Linked DNA regions of Mus musculus: region 1 is linked to region 2. A link is a contact called in public promoter capture Hi-C data. All regions are on one chromosome and are shown on one strand. Each heading gives the region's core, a stretch centred on a gene start, on an enhancer-like site or on the middle of the called end of the contact. The rest is flanking DNA. Distances are from core to core; before and after follow the strand shown. Region 1 overlaps Pcsk6 (proprotein convertase subtilisin/kexin type 6). Region 2 has its middle 45 kb from the start of Gm33234.

Region 1 (5,038 bases), core at 917-3,416, 270 kb after region 2:
AAATTAAAGCTGGAGAGTGGCTCAGTGTTAAGAGCTTATCTTGTTCCCAGTGTCAGAACCTGCCCCGCAAGTCGTACAAAATACACCCAGATAGCAAGTTCTCAGTACAAAGGAGATTCATTACCCACAAGGGAGAAGTGGGGGTTGGGGGTGTGCACTTTTGGATTGCACAAAGGCCAATGGCAGGTGTCTCTCTACAGGAGTGGCTTTTAAGGAGAAAAGGAAAAGTCTATGCTAGGCTAAGTTGGCAAGTCCTGACTGGACCTGTTAGCTAGTGTTGCCAAATAGTGAATTTTGATTGCTGGACCATGGTATTCAGTCTCAGGAATGAGTTAGCAGCCAAATAGGGTAATAGACCTTGGGTTTAGCTTTAGGAATATAATCTAATGGTTTAGCAAGGGAGAAGGAAGGGGGAGAGAGCAAAACCTGCTGGCACCATGTTTGCCATGTTTGGGTCTGTTAGAGAGCCCTTCGTCCTTCACTCAGGACCTGTGTGGTTGGCTGCAACTGCCTACCATTCCAGGGGCAATGGATGCTTCTGGCCTCTATAGGCAGGTGCCAATATCCTCTCTCCAACACACCCAACATACAGATAATTAAAAACAATAAAAATAAATCTTTGCTGGACGTAGTAATAACAGTGCCTTTATCCCCAGCACTTGGGAGTCAGAGACAGGTGGATCTCTGTAAGTTCAAGGCCAACCTGGTCCACAGAGTGAATTCCAAGACAGTCAGGGCTGTCTAGAGAGACCCTGTCTCAAAAAACAAAACAAAACAAAACAAAGAAACCGCTAATAATAAGTAAATAAAAGTTATAAATTGGAGAGACATCCAGCTTAGCAAGTGAAGGTGGTTACCACACCAGCCTGGCAACCTGAGACTGCCTCTCAGAACCAACACAGAAGTATATATAGAGAGAAGCAACTCACGAAGCTGTTCTCTGACTCCCAAGTGCACATCGTCCTCACATGCGCATACAGGCGGGTGGAGAAAAACTTTCCAAAGTTTTACTTAGTTTTACCACAATAGTGGAGTTTGAACCCAGGACCCTGTGAAGTAATTCTCTGTGCACATGTGTGTGCACTTGCGTGGGGGCACGTAATGGTTCGCGTGTGAAGGGCAGCAGTCCTTGCCAGGTGTCATCTGTCAACTCCCACCTTATTTCTTGAGGTAAGGTCTCACTAAACCTGGGATTTACTGATTTGGCTAGACTGGCTGGCCAGCGTGCCCTCGTCCCCGGGATCGGCCTGCCCATGACTCCCCAGTGCTGGGATTGTAGATGCACACTGCTACACCCATTTTTATTTATTTTTGTTTGTTTGATGGTTTGTTTGTTTTGTTTTTTGTTTTTTTATTGTGGGCTCAGGGTTTGAACTTGGGTCCTCCTGCTTGTGCAGCAAGCATTCCATTTAGTGAGTCGTCTCCCCAGCCCATGAGACATGCTTGATAGTAAGGGTACCCCACTTTTCTACGTGTCTCAGCACTTAGTCTCAAGCAAAGAGGCGTTCTACTGACCAGAATGGAAGGCTAAAGGGAGCGCGAGGCTCTTGCAGACATGACTCGTACCTCGTACTAATGGCATTTACTCCATTAATGCCACATTGGCATTTACTCCACTAAGGTCACACTGACCTCCTGATTCACTTTCCCAGAACTGCCAGGTCACCTACAGCTTGTTTCCTTTCTCTGAGCCTCCCCTGAGGTGCAGCCTGGGCTCTGACATGGTGGCCATCAGTTTGATGAGCTACCTGTGACTGGCTTTTCTCTCCCCTCCCAGGGAAGACTTGGCATTTGGCCTCCCTAGCGTGCCGCTCTCTGGTGAGGCAGATGACGCCACCCAGAAGGGTTATGCAATGCTAGGTAAGGACGCAGCAGCCCATACCAGCTGACAGTTGAAGGCTTGCTAGTCCTCTGAGACCACTTTGCAAGCCTTCCCCTTGTGTACTTTATTCTGTTGTTCAGCTTTGACCACAACACTTCAAGCTCGCTCCCAGCTCCCATTCTCCCCACCATTGACTGCTTTGAGGTTGTACCATCCAAGACAGCGGCAGCCCACAAGCCTCACTTTACATCTGTGTCATCTAGAGATCCTGGGATAAACCATGCTCAGATGGCAGATGAGGTCAAAGCTTCCATGATCATCTATGAAACAGTCCACAGGGATCGATCTCAAAGTCACTGTGTGTAGACCTGGTCCGGTGTGATTGTGCCATGGCCTTGGGAAGCCCCGGGCTGAATCTGCTCTGGTTTCTCCCCTTCAGTTAATAAGTAGTCATTGAGTGATTGGATGGTGGGTGTGTGAGCGTGTGTGAGCCTTATTTAAATCAAAAGCTCGTGTGGTTTTAATCAACCCTGTTTTCAGCCTGCTTGCTCAGCAGGATGTTCAGTAATCAGTTAAAGGGGGAAAGAATGAGTCTCCCGAGGCTGATCTCTCCTTCATCTTCTTAAAAAGTTCCATGGTTCTTGGTTTCCCCTTCATGGCTCATTCGAGTTTGTCTTTTCTCCCTAACTGCTGCCGTTTCATTGCTGGTTTTATTGACCTCTGTTTTATTGACATCTGTTTGAGACTGATCGTCATTTCCAAAATGGAACTTGGAATTTTGCAATCTGTGGCCAGTGGCTCCATCGATCTTATCCTCTTCGCTAGGAGGAAGACAGACCGAATGAGCAAATCCTCTGTGTTGGCTTTAAACTTTTCCACTAAACTCATTTCTTTTTTTGGATTTTCCAAGATTTTTTTTTATTCTTTTTTTATTAGATATTTTCTTTATTTACATTTCAAATGCTATCCCGAAAGTTCTCTATACCCTCCCCCCACACCCCCACCCCTGCTCCCCTACCCATCCACTTCCACTTCTTGGCCCTGGTGTTTCCCCTGTACTGAGGCATATAAAGTTTGCAATACCTAGGGGCCTCTCTTCCCAGTGATGGCCGATTAGGCCATCTTCTGCTACATATGCTGCTAGAGACAGGAGCTCTGGGGGTACTGGTTAGTTCATATTGTTGTTCCACCTATAGGGTTGCAGACCCCTTCAGCTCCTTGGGTACTTTCTCTAGCTTCTCCATTGGGGGCCCTGTGTTCCATCCTATAGATGACTATGAGCATTCTTATCTCCTTGTACAAAGCTCAAGTCTAAGTGGACCACTAAACTCATTTCTGCAGAGAGTGACTACCAAGCCTCTCTCCCACATCCTTGGAAACAGAACTTAAGACCGATTCCAAACAATTCCAAACACGTAGTTGTCACGATCCGTTTTTTTTTTTTTTTAACCACTATTTGCGTTAATCTTGAAACCAACCACTTCAACATGCTTCTACTTTCCCAGAGACCTGTAATATTATTCTCCTGATTGTAGAACAAATGAATTGTCTCATCTCAGTAGGTGAGCCACCAATCCTACCAACGCTGTCCTCCTCCAGGGGGCGTGGCTTCATTTCATTGGTTCTTTTTCTCCTGACTGCAAAGGTAGCAAGAGGAGGCTTACCTCTTCCCCATTTCATGTGCGAATGACAAACTCAATGATGATGAAATGCAAATGAAAAATAGGCCCTCCTGGACCCAAAGAGGTGGCGGCTGAGAGGTTAGGAACTCTTGCTGCTCCTCCGGAGGACCGGAGTTAAACTCCCAGTACCCACAAACACCTCTAATTCCTGCTCCAGATCTCCCGCCCCCTTCTGGCTTCGGAGGGCACCCATACTCACACGCACATGTCCACACAGACACACACAAACACATAATTAAAAAGGAAATAAATCTCTAAAAAAGGAAAGAAAAGTAGGTGTTCAGAAAAAAGGCAAAGCTTCCTTGGCTCTGTCCTGCCACCGTTAGGAGTGAAGGCTCACTTAGATCTCTAGCTGGGCAGTGTGGCACCAACCAAACCCTCCCCAGAATTGATGGGTGCTTTTAGTGTTTACACAGAAGTAATAAAGTTTATTTTGAGAAACATGGCATGTTCAAAAATATATCTCTATTTCCATCCAGTCTGTTCTCCTGTAGTGTTGTACAGCCTTCCTGCCACGTTACACGTAGCTCTTGGCATTCGTTTCTGTTACTTGCATATCCAGTGATTTTTATGCCTTTGCGTATCCTTTTTCAAAAATAATCTTGGCTGGAGAGGTGCTCAGTTAAGAGAGCTGACTGCTCTTGCAGAGGACTTGGTTTCGGTTCGCAGCACCCACATGGCAGGCAGCTCACAATCTCTAACTTGAGTTCCAGAGGATATGAAGCTCTGACCTCCACAGGCACCAGGTGTGCACATATGGTGAACCTACATACTACATGCATTCAGGCATAAAAATATGTAAAAATAAATAAACCTTTAAAGAGGACCCCAAATGTCTCCTACAGAGTTTTTGGCAATTATTTTTATTTTTGAATTCCCATCTTTATGATTTTTTTTTGTAATTTGTTTCTGTTTTTATTCTAAGTTAGCAAAGTGTTCTTCCCCTATATCGCTCACAAATGTCCTGAAAACGAATGGTTAAAGCATTGATATGTAGTGTAGATGTTCTTCCATTTCTATGCCATAGAAGACCAAAAGTCTGGAGAGCTCCCCACCATAGAAAATAATTTTTTAAGGTATCCATTGAAGAGCAGGTCTTTTTCCTTCGGGGCTTTTGCTGATCTCTGATGCCCTGTGGGAGGAGATCCTAGGTGACTTGCAAACACTGGGACCTTGGAAGAACCAAAGGAAAAGAAGAGAAACCCAAAATTCAGGCCAGAGCCCGGCAAGCAAGGTGCCAAAATCCAAAGCGTAGCTGGCTATGGGTGTGCTCACAGGTACAGCCTTGCAACAACATTCCATCTGCAGAACCTTAAGGTGGGGAGGGGTGTCTGTCCAGTAATGATAATAATCCCAACAAAGCCAAATGAACTAATTACTTAAAAGACTTAAAATGTGTTTGCTTTTGTGCTGGGGATGCTTTATTAATGCACAGCGTACATATCCTCTACTCTGCTTTGGGAGGTAGACCTATTCAGAGACGGCCTGGGTGACTTAGTGTAAAGGGGAAAGTGGAGAGAAAGGACCTTAGGAG
Region 2 (5,170 bases), core at 390-2,889:
ACTGAGGGACAACAGTCAGTGTATGCATACACAATGTACATTGACACACGTACATGTGTGAATGTCTGTAACTGTGGGCGGGTAACTATATGCTCACGTGTACACCTGCACATTCCTGCAGGTCTGTATATCAGAGTGTGTTGGTGTTTTTCTATCCATCGTTTCTGGTGGCTGGAACCTTGCTTTTAACCTGTCATCCACCTTTCACTAACAAGACCAAGAAGAAAAGGCACATTGGCTAACATGTCTGTGAATTGGTGGCTTGGCCACACTTGGGATAAGGGAAAAGGTGAGACGAGGAAGGACTGACTAGACAGGAGTCTTCCTGGACAGCAAGATCCCACAATCTGGCCATTCCTGCAGGTCCGCTAAGCCAGACTTGCTGTTTGATATTCTGGATGAAGCCAGGAGACAGGCAGCAGGCAGGGTGGGGAGGGCAGGTCCAGTGCTGGCATCTCCATCTGGGGTTGGGGTCGTCTCTTCTGAGAACATCCCCTTTGGATTTACCAGAGGAAAATCTTGATCCTTTGAGGACCCGCACCACAATGTGGTGTTTGCTAAGGCCTGGACTACTGGACCCAGGATGGGCCCCAGCTCCAGGCTGGAGGGAGCAGGAGAGCACGGTCCTAGGTGGAAGATGGGAATCCCCTTGGCAGCGAGTCAGGGGTGAGGGTGGGGGCACTGGCCATAACTTTCTAGGGTCTCTGTCCATATCTCTCTGAGTTAGCCTCACATGTATGCTCGGGGATCACTTTCATGGACCATCTTCCTAGTGTCTTGCCGAGGAAGAACCAGGCTAAGGCTACCTTCACACTGACCACACCCAAGCTGCAGCCTGGATGATGCTTGTGAGTCTTGGTGCAGCTTCATTCCCTGGACAGCACAGGCCCCAGGCAGGCAGCAGACTGGGAACCTCGACCCAGGCTTCCCCACTCTGTTTCCAGCCAGCTGGCCCCTTGGTGGCACTGATCACTCCCTCGCAGAGGATACCTTAGAAAATTTCAGGAGTGGGCACAGGGAATATTTTTATCTCTATTTGGGAATAGCTCCTCTGGGGTTAATGTTAGAGGCTCTTTGATCCCTGGGAAACATGCAAGAGAAAGGTCAGGTGGCTTGCCTGGGTTTTGTTTTCTGTAGGGGGAAGGCTGGGCTATCTGATAGCATTCTGTGATCTGGACCCGCTGCTGGTTCCCAGGGAGTATGCCGCTGGCTCCAGCACGGCTGCTTCAGTTAGAGGGCCCTGTCCTTGCTTCCATGACCTTGTTCCACCCTCATTGGAACCATGATTCATTGGGCATGTGTGGGCGGTGGATGATTGGCTCTGAGTCCCTTGGCTAGCGAGTAGTGAGGTGAGTTTTGAAGCTTGCACACCTAGGTATGGTTGCCTGATCCCAGTCACCTCAGCCATACTTGGGAACAGTGTCTACCAAGACACTCGTTGCTCTAAGAAGCATGGGGCCTGGTAACTGACGCTGCTGTCCAGAAGTGCACGTGTTACCAGGCACGATGGAGGGCAGATAAGGTCACAGTGGAAGACAGGAGCGACAAATGTGGTCAGTGAAGGCTCCTCCTGACCCAGGTTCACCCCAGCAGGCCATCAAAAGACCGCCTTTGCTCCCTGAAGAGGCCAGCCCTGACAGAAAGTGTACTCAGCACCTTTGGCATGTTGCCCAAGGCCTCTGTCCCAGGGCTGGCCAGCAGCTGGTTTGTAGTACTCAAGAAAAGCCAACTTTTAAGTGATCTGGAATTTTTGCGAACCAGTTGTTAAACACAGGCATGTTAACCATTAATTATTTGAACTTGCAATTAAGTATGCTATATGAGAACCAACACTTCCTAATTAATTTTACCAAATTATTTATGCTTAGGGCTTGTATCTGTGTGTTATATCAATAGAAACTGTAGATAATGGTAGCCACAAGACATCTCTCTCTTCCTAAATCCATGTTCTGTGATGTGTTGACAGCTGGAAATTGGAAGTAGAAGGGATATTGGCCAACATTACAAGTGAGGGCTTAGATGTTGTTTTGTTGATTTTTCTAGACTGTGATAAGAAAATAACGCAGATTTAATTTAAAAGTTCATCATGGAATCATACAAAGTAGGCTAAATCTGACCAGGAGACAAACATCACTCAGGGGAACTTAATATAGAATTATTAACCACAATAAAAGTACAATCTATTGGGGAGACTTAGGAGAGCTACCCACGTATGTAAAATGCTGTCATGGATACAGACTTCATTGGACAGAGTGATAGCCAGCTACAGAATGGTCCAGAAGGGATCCACATAGCTGAGACCAAAGTGGGCAGCCTGGGAGTAGGTGATTAGCAATTGAAGTTCTGGGTCTGCAGATGCTGAAGGGGAAGCTTGCAAAGGTGCCTGCAACTGGTGGGACCTGAGGCACCAGGCAGGCTTCCTGGTAGGCTGGGACCAGGGTCTGAGCAGAGAGGGATGAATACAGTACTTACCAAGTACAAGCAAGGTTGTGGATGGATGGTGTTCTCAGCCTGATGGCCCAGCAGATTCCACCAGATGTCCTCACATCTGCATAACTGACTCTTCCCTCAGCCACCCAGAAACAACGGGAAGCCTCATCCACAAACCATCATGAACTCATGGCTTAGAGTAACACACAGAGATTCCTCTTGAAGCTTGGGTGTCAGAAATGTCAAAGCACTTTGGCTCCAGCTGTCAAGGTTTTAGGAGGGTCACTCTCTCGGGCTATAGGAGGGAAACCACTTACCTACCTCCCTCTCTCCAAGGCTGTTTAGAGCCGAATTTCTCCTAGCTCTATTTTTCATTGTCAAAAGTTGCAGCTTTGAGTGGCCAAGATGGCCGAGTAGGTAAAGACACTTGTTTGATAAGCCTGAGAACATGAGTTCCATGCCTGGGACACACATGAGAGAGGATGGGAATTGAGTTTCAAAAGCTGCCCTCTCACCTCCACATTCATACTATGGTATATAGTGTGTATGTGTGTGTGTGTATGTATGTATATGTATATGTATATGGTGTCTGTGCATGTGTATGCATATGTATATGTAGCATATATCCATATGTATGTAATGAATATGTATGTGTGTATATATAATGTATATGATATATGTGTATATGATGTATGTTTATATGATGCATATGTATATAACGTATATGTATCTGTATATATGTAATGACAATTTTTGTGTAGCAGCTTGGTATTTTTAACCCTCTGTGTCAAACATCTCTGTGTCCCCTCCCAGGAGGACACTCCTGATTTCATATAAAGGTACTAGACTGACCCAGGATAATATTTGCAAAGTCCCCTTTACTATGTACAACAACCACAGGGTTTGTGGGCTAGAACCTGGCTGTCTTTGGGACACACTACCTCACTGCATATTTGAATGAGGATAAGAAAATGAACACACTGAAAAATCTGAGACCATAGTGCCCAGCGCCAACTGGCTTAGGAAACGCCAGAACACTTACCTGAGCTGATTTGGCATAGAAGTCATTAGGTCATTGATAGGTAAGTGAAGTCCCAGCATCCATCTCTCTGTCTCACCTTTGCCTCACTCATTGACATAAATGAAAACCTCACAGGGCTCTTATGTCTGAAACATACCCAGTCCCAGGTTAGTTATGGGCCCAAGAGTTGGCAAAACTCAACAAAAGTCCCAGGAGGCATGGTGACTCACACATAAATCCTAGCACTTAGAAGTGTAAAGATGGAGAGAAGTCCAGGCCAGCCTGGGGCTGTAGAACAAGACCTTGTCTTTTAATAAAAGTAAAACCCTCAACAAAGGAAATCTGTGAGAATTGTTTGTGGAGTTTTAGGAGACTGACATGCTATCTACTATGCTAAAAAAAAGTCCTAGCTCGAGCTGGAGAGATGGCTCAGCCATTAAAGGCTAGGCTCACAACCAAAAATATAAGTCCTAGCTCTGTGTGTGTGTGTGTGTGTGTGTGTGTGTGTGTGTGTGAGAGAGAGAGAGAGAGAGAGAGAGAGAGAGAGAGAGAGAGAGAGAGAATTGTCTTCTAGGACCACACAGATAACAAAATTCATGGATGCCCAAATTCCTTATAAAGTGCTTAGTATTCGCATATAACTTAAAATACCCTTCTGTGTATTTTCCATGCTCTCTAGAGAATTTATAATAACCACGATGCAGAAGCATATGATTTTATAAGATACAGCTAAAAATTAAATGCAAAATCCTCCCAAGGTTCTCATGCCTGGCATGAGAGGGAATCTCTAGCTGATCCCTAACGTGGAACCCTTCTCCACTGAAGATGAGTTTGAACTTTGGCACGCTTAGTGAAGAGTTTTCTTGTCCCCGGCTCTTGGACACAATTGAAAGCTTGAAATGCAAAAACGACTCCAGCTGGGTCTGGTTTGTCTTGTGGTTGGCCATGCCATGCTTGTGTAATAGGTGAGAAGCAGGTGTCTTCCTGTGGCTGCCTGCTGAGGTCCGGCCTAGACCTTCCATAGTCCCTTGAAGACCTTGAGTGAAGTTGGAAGTCAGATTCATTGACCAATAAAGCAAAAGCTGCCGGCTCCCTTGCCTGAAGTCCCCAGGGTCATAAAGAAAGAGAACACAGTATGTTAGTGAAGATAATTTCTTTGTGGATGCATTCCCCATTCCTGAGGAGCTCAGAGTGTACTTTTAAGCTCTTGAGACTATTTTAAAGTGGAGGTAATCACTTATGTACAATTGCCATAAGATAAAGTTCTAGTAGTTCTTAGACTCCGTTAAGGAAGGCACAAATTTATCCCCTAGAAATAGAAGGAAAACCTTAAAATTTTAACAAGAAAGAGCTCAGGGCACAACTCACTACAAAACTTAAAAAAAAATTAAAAAGTAGGACTGGAGAGATGGCTTAGTAGTTAAGAGCACTGGCTGCTCTTCCAGGAGACCCCTGTTCAAATCTTAGCATCCACTCGGCAGCTCACAACTGTCTATAACACCAAGATCTGACACTCTCACATAGACATATATTCTGGCAAAACACCAATGCACATAAAATAAAGGTAAATAAATTTTTAAAAATATTAAAGGCTGAGAGTTGGGAGGTTGAGGTTCTAGAGCGCAGTACTGCAGAGACCCAGTTGTTTTCCGGGCAGACAGTTGCCTTACCTGACCTGTCATGAGTTCATGCAGTACCTGGGGGGAATCCACCAGCACA

Evidence for each region. Promoter capture Hi-C pulls out the DNA fragments that hold promoters and counts their contacts.
Region 1: a promoter capture Hi-C map of liver shows a contact between it and region 2. The contact joins two enhancer-like sites. A contact is called at or near these places in 4 of 39 promoter capture datasets (the HPC-7 cell line, cranial neural crest, embryonic stem cells and 1 more), 3 of 484 Hi-C or Micro-C datasets (embryonic fibroblasts, liver and nephron progenitors) and 1 of 115 datasets of contacts at active chromatin or transcription factors (embryonic stem cells).

What each region holds. Positions count from the first base shown.
Region 1 is chr7:66,001,850-66,006,887 of GRCm38.p6, forward strand. All of the region lies in intron 13 of Pcsk6 (proprotein convertase subtilisin/kexin type 6), which reads left to right. Among named protein-coding and RNA genes, the nearest start is that of Snrpa1, 56 kb to the right of the region's middle. Within about 2 kb of position 2,167, at least 6 of the 459 cell types and tissues checked have an H3K27ac peak or open chromatin away from gene starts, as enhancers often do. A contact at or near this core is called in liver, where this site is marked.
Region 2 is chr7:65,736,187-65,741,356 of GRCm38.p6, forward strand. No RefSeq gene overlaps it. Among named protein-coding and RNA genes, the nearest start is that of Gm33234, 45 kb to the left of the region's middle. Within about 2 kb of position 1,640, at least 16 of the 459 cell types and tissues checked have an H3K27ac peak or open chromatin away from gene starts, as enhancers often do. A contact at or near this core is called in liver, where this site is marked.